Linked DNA regions of Mus musculus: region 2 is linked to region 1. Evidence: chromatin contacts called from public HiChIP or PLAC-seq data. All regions are on one chromosome and are shown on one strand. The core of a region is the stretch at or near the end of the contact, and the rest is flanking DNA. Distances in the headings are between cores, read along the strand shown. Region 1 holds the start of Wsb1 (WD repeat and SOCS box-containing 1). Region 2 overlaps Nf1 (neurofibromin 1).

Region 1 (4,923 bases), core at 1,494-3,993:
GGATGGAGACAGCACCTCAACTGAGGCTCCCTATTTCTGAGTGAGTGCAGTTTGTGTCAAACTGGCCAAAGGCAAAGCCACACAGCACACAGCTACACAGAGCAATGCTTCCGAATAACTTCAGAATGAGATTAAGTGAATGAATGTGTAGTGATTGAGTTTTTAATTTTATTTGTGTAGCTGAGTGTATGTGTGTCTATCCTATGTGTGCAGCACCTGAGGTGGTAAGAAGTCCCCTAGAACTGGATTTATGGACAGTTGTGAGCCATCTGTGGGTACTGGGAATTGAACCCGGATCTTCTGGAAGAACAGCCAGTGCTCTTAACCACTAAGATACCTCTCTAAGCCCTAGCTTTGTCTTTTTAATTCACTCCACCCCTTGCCCAGGGAATGATGTTGCCCAAATTTAGGGTGAGTCTTCCTACCCCAAAATCTAGACCCTTTCTCATGGACATGTCCAGAAGTTTGTCTCCTAGATGATTTTAGAGCCTGTTATATTAACCATGTTGACCTTCCCAATGGCAAGTGAGCTCCTCGCTTTGTCACGAATGTTAAATGGTTAATTAATGAAGCACTGATGCACCCCAATGCCCACAACGTAACATGACCCTACAAATATTAGGTATAATCACCAATGGGCACACAAATGAGACAATTATTTTTCATTTTACTGGTCACACTTTGTAGTTAAGAAAATCTTCAAGGCATCTATAGGCTACTCACATTAAGTGGGAGTTAAACAATTCTGTGAAAAAGTCCTTCAAATACTTCACAAGCAAAATAATGAAAAGAAAGGTAAGAAAATATAACTCACAAGCAGGCTCTCAAGAATGGTTATTTTCCATGGATTTCTATGGTGTAGTGTAATTAGTTGGGAGTTACAGCAGTTAGCCAAAAAATATTAACAGGGTGCTCACTTGGGCAATGTCTGTACTAAACAACAGTGTCAGCTCAGCAGTGGTGACACACACCTTTAATCCCAGTGCTTGGGAGGCAGAGGCAGGCAAATCTCTTGGAGTTCAAGGCCAACCTGGTCTACAGAGCTATTCCAAGACAGCTGGGGCTACACAAAGAAACCCTGTCTCAAAAAACCAAACCAAACCAACAACCAAACAAATCAGCATAACTCCCGAGCAAGGCTGACTCACGAATTCCTGAAGCCTTCCAGATTGTTTGAAGATAAGAGTCTTGGAGCCAGGTTGGCCTCATACTTGCTATATAGCAGAAGTGATCTTAAGTTCTTGATTCTTGTGCCTTTGCTTGCCAAGAGCTGGGCTTTCGAGCATGTACCATTTGCTTTAGGTTTCTGAGGAACTGGAGCTGGACTCCATGGTTCCTGTATACTAGACAAATATTTTACTAACTGAGCTATACCCCCCTCCTCCAGCCCTGCAAGTTTGTGAAATCTGCATATTTTTGTATGAAAACTCAAAAAAAAAATAGCTGGGAAGATGGCTCAGAGGTGAAAATGCAAACCTGACCGTTCGAAAGCCCAGAACCCAGGTTAAAGCAGAAGGCAGGAGATTACAGACTACTACTCTACAATCCCTTCACTCTAACAGGGCTGTCAGGGAGTCGGGAAGTTACAGGGCCAGCTAGCATGGTATACAAGCACTGAAATCATGAGAGACCCTGTCTCAGGAAAGGTGGGAGGTGAGGACTCATATCCTAGGATGTCATCTGACCTCTGAATGCCTGCATTCACACAGAAGCATTTAAGACACATGAACTCTCAAAAAAAAAAAAAGACTCAAAAACATGCACATATCTCATACACACATAATAAATAAATAAGCTAAAAACATTAGGGGACAATAATGGTCTGTATTTGACAAGATTGAATTTTCTTTTTCCTTCTACTGTTCGTCAGGCAGCACCATTGCCGTGCATGAAGTTCTGGACAAACATATTGTCAAGCAGTAACCAAGTAATTTTTTTTAAAGAAGGGGATGATTTATTTCTATTAATCATCATGATCTTAAGAATTTCTACCTTGGGCAAAGGGACATGCACACAGTACATGCACTACCTATGGTGTTTGAGATCTAAAGTTATGCTGGGCAATTCTGTCTTCCAGGAGTATCTGAGAAAATCTAAGCCGTTATCTGTTATCCTTTGGAAGAAAGAGTCCCGCAAGGGCCACTAAAATGCAATGACATCATTTATAGATGGTACTTAGATTGAGATGTGGGGCACACCCAAACAATGATGTGGAATAGCTAGCTGCTTCCTAGAGACCTCAACTTCTGTGGAAGAAGGGCAGATTCTGAGGTAGAGGTCATATTGGCCAGCTCTTCAGGAGACCTGACTTTAGGGACCAATTAGAACAGAGGCAGTCTTGGGGAGGCCTCAGAGGTGCCCATCACCCTGGGTCTCCTTCATCAACTGAGTCTTTCCTAAAACCAGTTTGTTCTGTCCTGACCAATTGGACACCACTATGCTAGTTTCCATCATATCTTTCTTCAGCGCAACCTTCACTTCCCAGGTACTAAGGAGCCAGAGACGTAGCTAAAAGGGATTAAGCACGTGAAACGTCTACTTTGCCCTTTCCGGTTCGGTCACGTGCATTATATAATCCCGGGCTTGCCCTTGGCAATGAGCCTTCGACTTCGAAAATGCCCGCAGGTCGCGCTTTGAGGGCTCACGCCCGTCCGTGAATCCAGACCATCACGTCCCCTGCGTCGAGGGGCGGGGCCTGATGGTCTGACGTCACCCACTACACCCCGCCTCCCAGATATTATCAGTGCCGCCCGCCATCTTGTCTCAGTGTCTGGTTTGGCGGCGGAAGCATTGGCGGGCTGTGTGAGTCTGTGAGTGGAAGGCGCGCCGGCTCTTTTGTCTGAGTGTGACCCGGTGGCTTTGTTCCAGGCATTCCGGTGATTTCCTCCGGGCAGTCCGCAGAAGCCGCAGCGGCCGCCCGCGCTCTCTCTGCAGTCTCCACACCCGGGAGAGCCTGAGCCCGCGTCACGCCCCTCAGCCCCCGCTGAGTCCCTTCTCTGTTGTCGCGTCCGAATCGAGTTCCCGGAATCAGACGGTGCCCCATAGATGGCCAGCTTTCCCCCGAGGGTTAACGAGAAAGAGATCGGTGAGGCTCGGGATGGAGGGGGAGCGCGGGGTCTACCGGCAGAGCGTGAAGGGGCTGGCTCCGGGGCCCGGGGGGAAAACGGGGGTGGGGGATGGGAGAACGGGGAAGTCCGATGCCAAGGCCCACGAGCGCGGGGGACCGGATGCCCGGGCTCCGGAGAAATGGAGAGGAGCAAGGACTGACGCTGCGTGGCGGGAGGAAGCGGTCCCGCGATGGGCGTCGGCCGGGAGTGAATGGACCCAGAGCGGGCCTCCCGAGTTTGCTCAGCGCCGGGCAAACCCTAGTGACACCATCACAGCTGGGGTGCGGATCGGACGTCCTGGGATTCTCCCGGCTGTGTCTTGGATATCGAATGGACCTGGAGAGTTACTAGCATAGGCTAAGTGGTCTATCCTAGGCTCTCTTTGGTGGGAAGAAGTTGTGAACTTTTGTGTTTTTTGAGGCGCAGCAGGAACAGCAGCATCTGTATGTCCGGTACTCTATTGAGAAAGGGACCTGGAGAGGTGTCAGCGGCGTAGAAAAAAAAGTTTTAGTGTTTTTTAAAGGATGGCGTTATGAAAGTGAAGGGTTCTAAGGAGGGAATATGTTGCCCACCTACACGGGGGGGTGGGGGTGGAAGGAGCCGTGAGAATAGGTGGAATGGCTGAAGGAGGGCTATTGTACAGAGGATGTAGCCGTGGCTAGACCTGTCACGCGTCTGGCTGAAGCCTGGACAATGGGGAGTGGAAGGGCGTGGGCCAGACCTGCCCGTTGGCCCCTTTAAAGCACTTAGCATTATTTAAATTCTCTCAAAGGAGTCACCTTTGAGCCCATTGGATGACATTCGTTGAACAAAATTATCGTCAGTAGACACTGACTTTACAGTTTTGTCAATTGGATTTTCATGTCCATGCTAAAGGTAGGGGCAGGACTCCATGAGTGTGTGAAGAGTTCCAGGTCAGGCTATAACTGAGCTACTACCCTCTTTAACAAGGCACTGTCACACTTCCTTTCTGGTCGTGAAATCGGAGGATGGAATGTGAGGAAGAACTTGAATCTGGTTAGCCTTGTTCAGTGATGACTCATGATGTAAGTGCTATGCAGATAGGTTGGGTTTTAGGGCTGGTTCCCACCCACTGCCCCATTACTTTTTTTTTTCCCCAAAGCACTTTAGAGAAAAACCTTGAGGTTGATAATATTTTACTAGTCAGTACTTGAGTATTTAAAGCAGCTAATTAAAGTATAAAAATCGTTTGTGTCTGTTAGCTAACAAGGAAACGTGAAGGCACTTAGAAAAATGCTGACTATGTAACAATTAGAATGTCTTACATTTGAAGATGAGTTAGTGAATTGTTTCTTGGGGTTTGGTGTTTGAACCAGCCACATCTCTATCTCATTAACACTTTATAAAGAAAAGTAGCCAAATGAGTGTACCCAAGACTAGTTTTTAAAAGTAACCTTAAAGTACAGATATAAATCTCTGGGAAATAAAGTATTCTTCTTAGATCAACTTGGGAGCATTCTCTTTTAAAGCGAATGTTTCCATTGCCTTCTTTTAAAAAGTAGAATTTTAAAACTTGTTTTCCTTATTTGTGAATGAAGTCCTTCCTAAAATTCATTTTGACCAATAGATGAAAGTTAAGCAGGAATCCCAGTTTGGGGGGCTGAGTATGAGAAGAACCCCAGTGAAAGGACCGTGTAAGAGTATATGTAGGCTTGGAGAAATGCAGGAAGCCTGCAGCAATGTGCTCCTTCTGAGGTTTCGCATTGAAAATGCATTCTGCTGGCATTGAGGCTCACCTACTCATGAGTCTTATATCAGACTCATGTGACTGCCAGTAACAGGAATGTGAGCTTAT
Region 2 (4,923 bases), core at 694-3,193, 170 kb before region 1:
CGGGAGGTCAATCCCTAGGACCCAGTGGTGGGAAGAAAGAACCAACTCCTACAAGTTACCCTCTGACCTCTTCCTATATGCTGTGCTATGCACACATCCTCCCATACAATAAATACGTCAATGTAATTTTTCTGTTGTTTTGAGATAGGGTCTTTCTATGTAGGCTTGGTTGAGATTAGCCTGCCTCTGAGATCCACCTGCCTCTGTATCCTGAGTACTAGGATTAAAGGCATGCACCACAACCATCCAGCTACAAATATAATTTTTTAAAAAGTCACCTTTGTTAACACAGTAGGTTTACTATAATTTAAAAACAAACAATAATGAGTGTCATCAACAATGGAGAAATACCAAAACACCAATACACTGCTAATGGAAATATTAAATGATACAGTAACTTTAATAGTATTATTTGTAGAAATCCTCAAACAGAAACCACACTGAACGTCTACCATCCACTACCTGGCTCAGCAGTAAGGAACAGTTACAGAAGCCTGAGCACCTGAGTTCAATCCTCGGAACCCATATAAAGGTGGACGGAGAAGAGAAACGCCACAGGCTCTCCCCTCATCTCCAGACGTGCCACTGCGAGTGCAGGCACACCCTACCCCCATTATGCAGACATAAAAAGAAAGTAAGGAATAAAGAAACTACAAACTTCCAAAAATTTTTTACACAATGTAATTCAAATACAACATGACTTGTGACATACAACTAAAATTCTAGCTAGTATTACAGTTGAAGGAGGAGGATTGTTTTAGGATTTAGAGACCAGGCAGGACAATAGCGTAAAAATCTTGTCTCAAAAAACAAATGAATAACCTACAGCTGGTTAGGTATTTGCTATCCAAGACCAGAAACCTGAGTTTCCTCTGATTTTCATATGCACACACAAACAATTTAAAATTTTTAAAATATATTTTTAAGAGAAAGCACATAGAAAGAGTCAAATAATTGCTTAAAAAATTAAGTTCTCAGAAAAAGATCAGAGACAGTTACAGTCTTTCTTTCAAAAGCCCAGAATTCACTTCCTTTACCTCCATAGCCTCCTGAGCGACCTCTGGCATGTGTGACTGAGGAACCAGTTGTACGAGCCCTGTAATTAGTTCTGCTGTACTGCTCTGAGTTTCAGGGCCCTGTTTTCTTGGATTCTGTAGGAGAAAAACAAACTTCAGTTTTGCTTTTAATAACTGTATTTATTATTTATATATTATTTATTATTTATATGCATGTGTGTAGACAGGACATGGGTGCAGGTGGCCATGGAGGCAGAAGAGTGTTGGCTTCCTTGGAGCTGGAGCTACAGTCAGTAGTGATCTGCCTGCCTGTGTCTGGGAACCAAAGGCAGGCACTTTGGAAAAAGCAGAAAGTACTTAAGCACTGAGCCATCTCTCCGGCCCCGTCAATCTTCACATTCTGGGTTGGGGGGGTGGGGGTGGTTTTGTTTTTTAAGACAGAGTTTCTCTACATAGCCCTCACTGTCCCAGATCTCACTCTAGACCAGGCTGGTCATGAACTCAAAGATCCACTTACCTGTTATCCAAGAGCAACGTTAGCTAAAAGATATTTAAGTTGGACCAGGCATGACAAAAGTCTTTAAAGAGACCATTCTAACACAGTGCAGAGAAATGATTGGGGAATGTAAGAAATGGTAGTAGCTGGGAACACATAGAGTGACAGGAACCAGGACAAAGATGGTACAAACACAAGACACAATCAAATTACTTCAACAAGATCCCATGATGGAGACCATCTTTACATTTCTCCTAGTAACTAAGGTTTAGAATTTATGTGTACAATATTGTTTTACTTTCCTGGGTTACTGAGGAAAGTCACTTAACCACTAGATGGCAGCAAAGAAAGCACTGTCCATGAAGCTAGGCAGCTGTCCTGGGTAGTGACAATTAGCCTATCAAAGGAAACCCCACCCACCCTCTCAACTCCCCCAAACACAAAACAAAGCCCACAAAACGCAGGAGTAGGCCGGGGGTGGAGCTTTTGCCTGCTTTACAAAACTACCTGATTCTGGTTCAATCATCCTCATCAAGGGAAGTAAAAAGGATTCCATAACTCTTGGAAGACAGCAAATTTTACTTAAAAACTATTTTCCCTCAAACAATTCAACCCTTGTTCTTCAAACAATAACCTATTTAACATGAAAATCACTGGTGACCCTGGTTCACTGGTGAACATAAAACTGCAGCCAAGTAAACAGAGTAACCCTAGCATCCTGTAGCAAGCACAGTGAGATGTCACCACAGTTCATGCCACACACCCGAGAAACCAAAAGAACAAAGTTAATTTTCAGAGTCCACTAACAAAATTTTTAAAACTTTTCCAAACTAAAGATTTAACTGTTTATTCTATTAAACTCTCAAATTTGGGTGGACTTTTCAAAAAACACAAAAAGATAATAGGTCTTCTTTTGGGGTAACCCATACTTTAGGAACTTCATCCACTCTGGCTCTATTATCTCTCATTATCAGAAAAACTATTCATATGTAAATATTTTTTAAAATTCTAGAGTGGAGGCATGACAGTACATTTCTGTAATTCCAGCACTCAGCAACATCTAGTTCAAGGCCAGCCTGGGATACCCAACAAATCTGAGGTCAGTATGTCATACATAATAAATTCAATGCCAACCTAGTATACACAGCAAGATTTTGTCTCAAAAATCAAACAAAAACACGTGTGTGCACACACACTCAAAACGTGGGGTTCATAGAATTCTTGAAACCACAGCCACTTAGTCATGAATGCCTTCATTTTAGTAATTTGAAGAGCATAGCTGCAAAACCATAAAGCACCAAAGGATGAGCCTGACACTGAGTAAAGCAGAAGGCTTTACCTGATGGTCTAGAGACTTGATAGGCCTAGTGTAGCCTCCCCCAAGCCTGAAGCAAGCTGAGCCAGACCTTGACTTTGCTATGCCACTAAGGAGATCACCTAGGGTGGAGCCTGCCTCCCTGGATCACTCTGCTGTTCAGCCACTGCCTCTGCTGCTACCTGCTGGGAGTCCGCCTACACGTGGTCACCTGCAGCTCGGCTCCAAGGATGATTTGGCAGGAATGGGCTTCCCCCCTCCTTTATAAAGCGTGTCTGCCATTAAAAATTTGAGCCTTGATCAGAATACTGTCTTGGTTCCATATCTCTCTCTTGTCCACCTAGTTTCCCTCTTCTTTTTCAGTTCCAGGCTGCCTCCCAGGCTCGAACCCAGACATGAGAGCAGCAGGCCGACCCCAACAGTCTAGGACTATAGAGACTTGATAAAAGTTAAACAGACCATCCTGTGAACAATTCAAACTGTTTTACTTGGACAGTAAGAATGCTAACGCTAACTGTATCTTACTAAAAATAGCAGTAACTAATTTTATTGCTTACTATACACTACGAATTGTTCCTAAAAGCCTTACACAATCTATTTCACTCTTAATGGTCTCTCTGAGGTAGGAACTATATTACTGCCTACCTTTTCAGATGAGAAGCCTAAGGTGCCGAGACTAAGTAAAGCAGTCCTTCCCCAGAGCCTGTGCTTTTAATCCTTTACTCTCACCTGGTTACACTATTTACATCAGTTCTTTATTACTCTGTGCACCAAAGTGAAGCTCTCAGGAATATAATACCATTTGCGGGAATAAAAAGCAGAGCTATGGCAATAACTGGATACTAACCACTCTCATTTTAACTTTCTCTTCTAATATGGTTACAGGCAGAGCCAATGATAATAGAAGGCTGATCAAAGGAACACACAGGGAGCTAGCTATAGAAGTTAACTCGCTTAGCAATAGCAAAAAGAGTGAGCAGTTCAGATGCTGAGCACACCGATTTTACAGTCATTTGTCCCACCTGACCCCAGAAATAGGTCTGATTATAATGCAGAACAAGGGCAAATGATGCTACTATGGACAGTTCAATGCGGAGGGAACGGTTAGAAAATGTGATCTAAGTATATTAGAATTCCTGGAATTGGCTTTCTTAGCAATGTTTTAGAGGTTACTCATAATTTAAATGTATTTTGGCCTTTCAGTTCAAATAGATTAGTGGAATAATTTCAAAGCATTTCATTAAAAATACTTACACAAAGCAAAAGCTTTGGGTCTGCATGAATCAGTTTCACCATGGACAAAAGAAGACATTTGTAGCTCCTTGTCTCTAGGTCTGTAGGCTTTTCTTTAAATTTAAGGCTTGTTACCTTTTCTTTAAAGGTGAGACTCTAATAACAAATCAAAAACATGGCATCACCTTAGAAACAATCAGACATCAGATTCAGAATAATAGCTATACTTTATAAAAGAAATTATTTAAAATGCTTTGAAAAAAAACATTTCATACCACCAAATGTATGATACTGGTAGAAACATAAGCTAACAAGCATACATTTAATATTGCATTTTTTAAAAATGTTTTATAGCATTTATATCATTCTTATATAACAATCTAGTAATATATAATAATAATAATAATAATCTAAAACACTAGAGGCATAATATCAAGTTGACTCTTGGGTTCAAAAACTGGTTCTCAAATATGAAAATAGTAAGAGGAAAAATAATGTATCTATATCACACATGAATATACATACTAGAGAATTCAAATTAGCAAATACTTATATCACATGCACATACACAAATACACTATACACTGTAAGATGCATCACTTGGCTGGACTAAAAGAAATGAAAAACTATTGTGAATCCTCGATATCACACAAAGGAAAATAAACATCCACTTTCAGATAGAAGTAAAGGTATGTTCTTTTTTTTTTAAATATTTATTATTATTACGTATTTTCCTCAGTTACATTTAGAATGCTATCCCAAAAGTCTCCCATACCCTCCCCCCCACTTCCCTACCCACCCATTCCCATTTTTTGGCCCTGGCATTCCCCTGTACTGGAGCATATAAAGTTTGCGTGTCCAAT

What was found. HiChIP or PLAC-seq counts read pairs in DNA pulled down with a chosen protein or histone mark.
Region 2: a contact with region 1 is called in an H3K4me3 HiChIP or PLAC-seq map of forebrain, with 2.8 times the contacts expected there. The contact joins the enhancer-like site here to the promoter of Wsb1 in region 1. A contact is called at or near these places in 3 of 39 promoter capture datasets (the SN4741 cell line, hippocampal neurons and macrophages), 1 of 15 datasets of contacts at CTCF or cohesin (the NIH/3T3 cell line), 1 of 484 Hi-C or Micro-C datasets (embryonic stem cells), 8 of 115 datasets of contacts at active chromatin or transcription factors (the 230-238 cell line, cardiomyocytes, embryonic basal ganglia and 4 more) and 2 of 9 other capture datasets (adipose tissue and liver).

Annotation. Positions count from the first base shown.
Region 1 is chr11:79,252,515-79,257,437 of GRCm38.p6, reverse strand. Wsb1 (WD repeat and SOCS box-containing 1) reads left to right here and starts at 2,743. Exons shown (of 9, transcript NM_019653.3): 1 at 2,743-3,085. The coding sequence starts at 3,046.
Region 2 is chr11:79,424,806-79,429,728 of GRCm38.p6, reverse strand. It overlaps Nf1 (neurofibromin 1), which reads right to left. Exons shown (of 58, transcript NM_010897.2): 13 at 4,082-4,216; 14 at 1,038-1,151. Among named protein-coding and RNA genes, the nearest start is that of AU040972, 57 kb to the left of the region's middle. Within about 2 kb of position 1,943, at least 43 of the 459 cell types and tissues checked have an H3K27ac peak or open chromatin away from gene starts, as enhancers often do. A contact at or near this core is called in embryonic stem cells and forebrain, where this site is marked.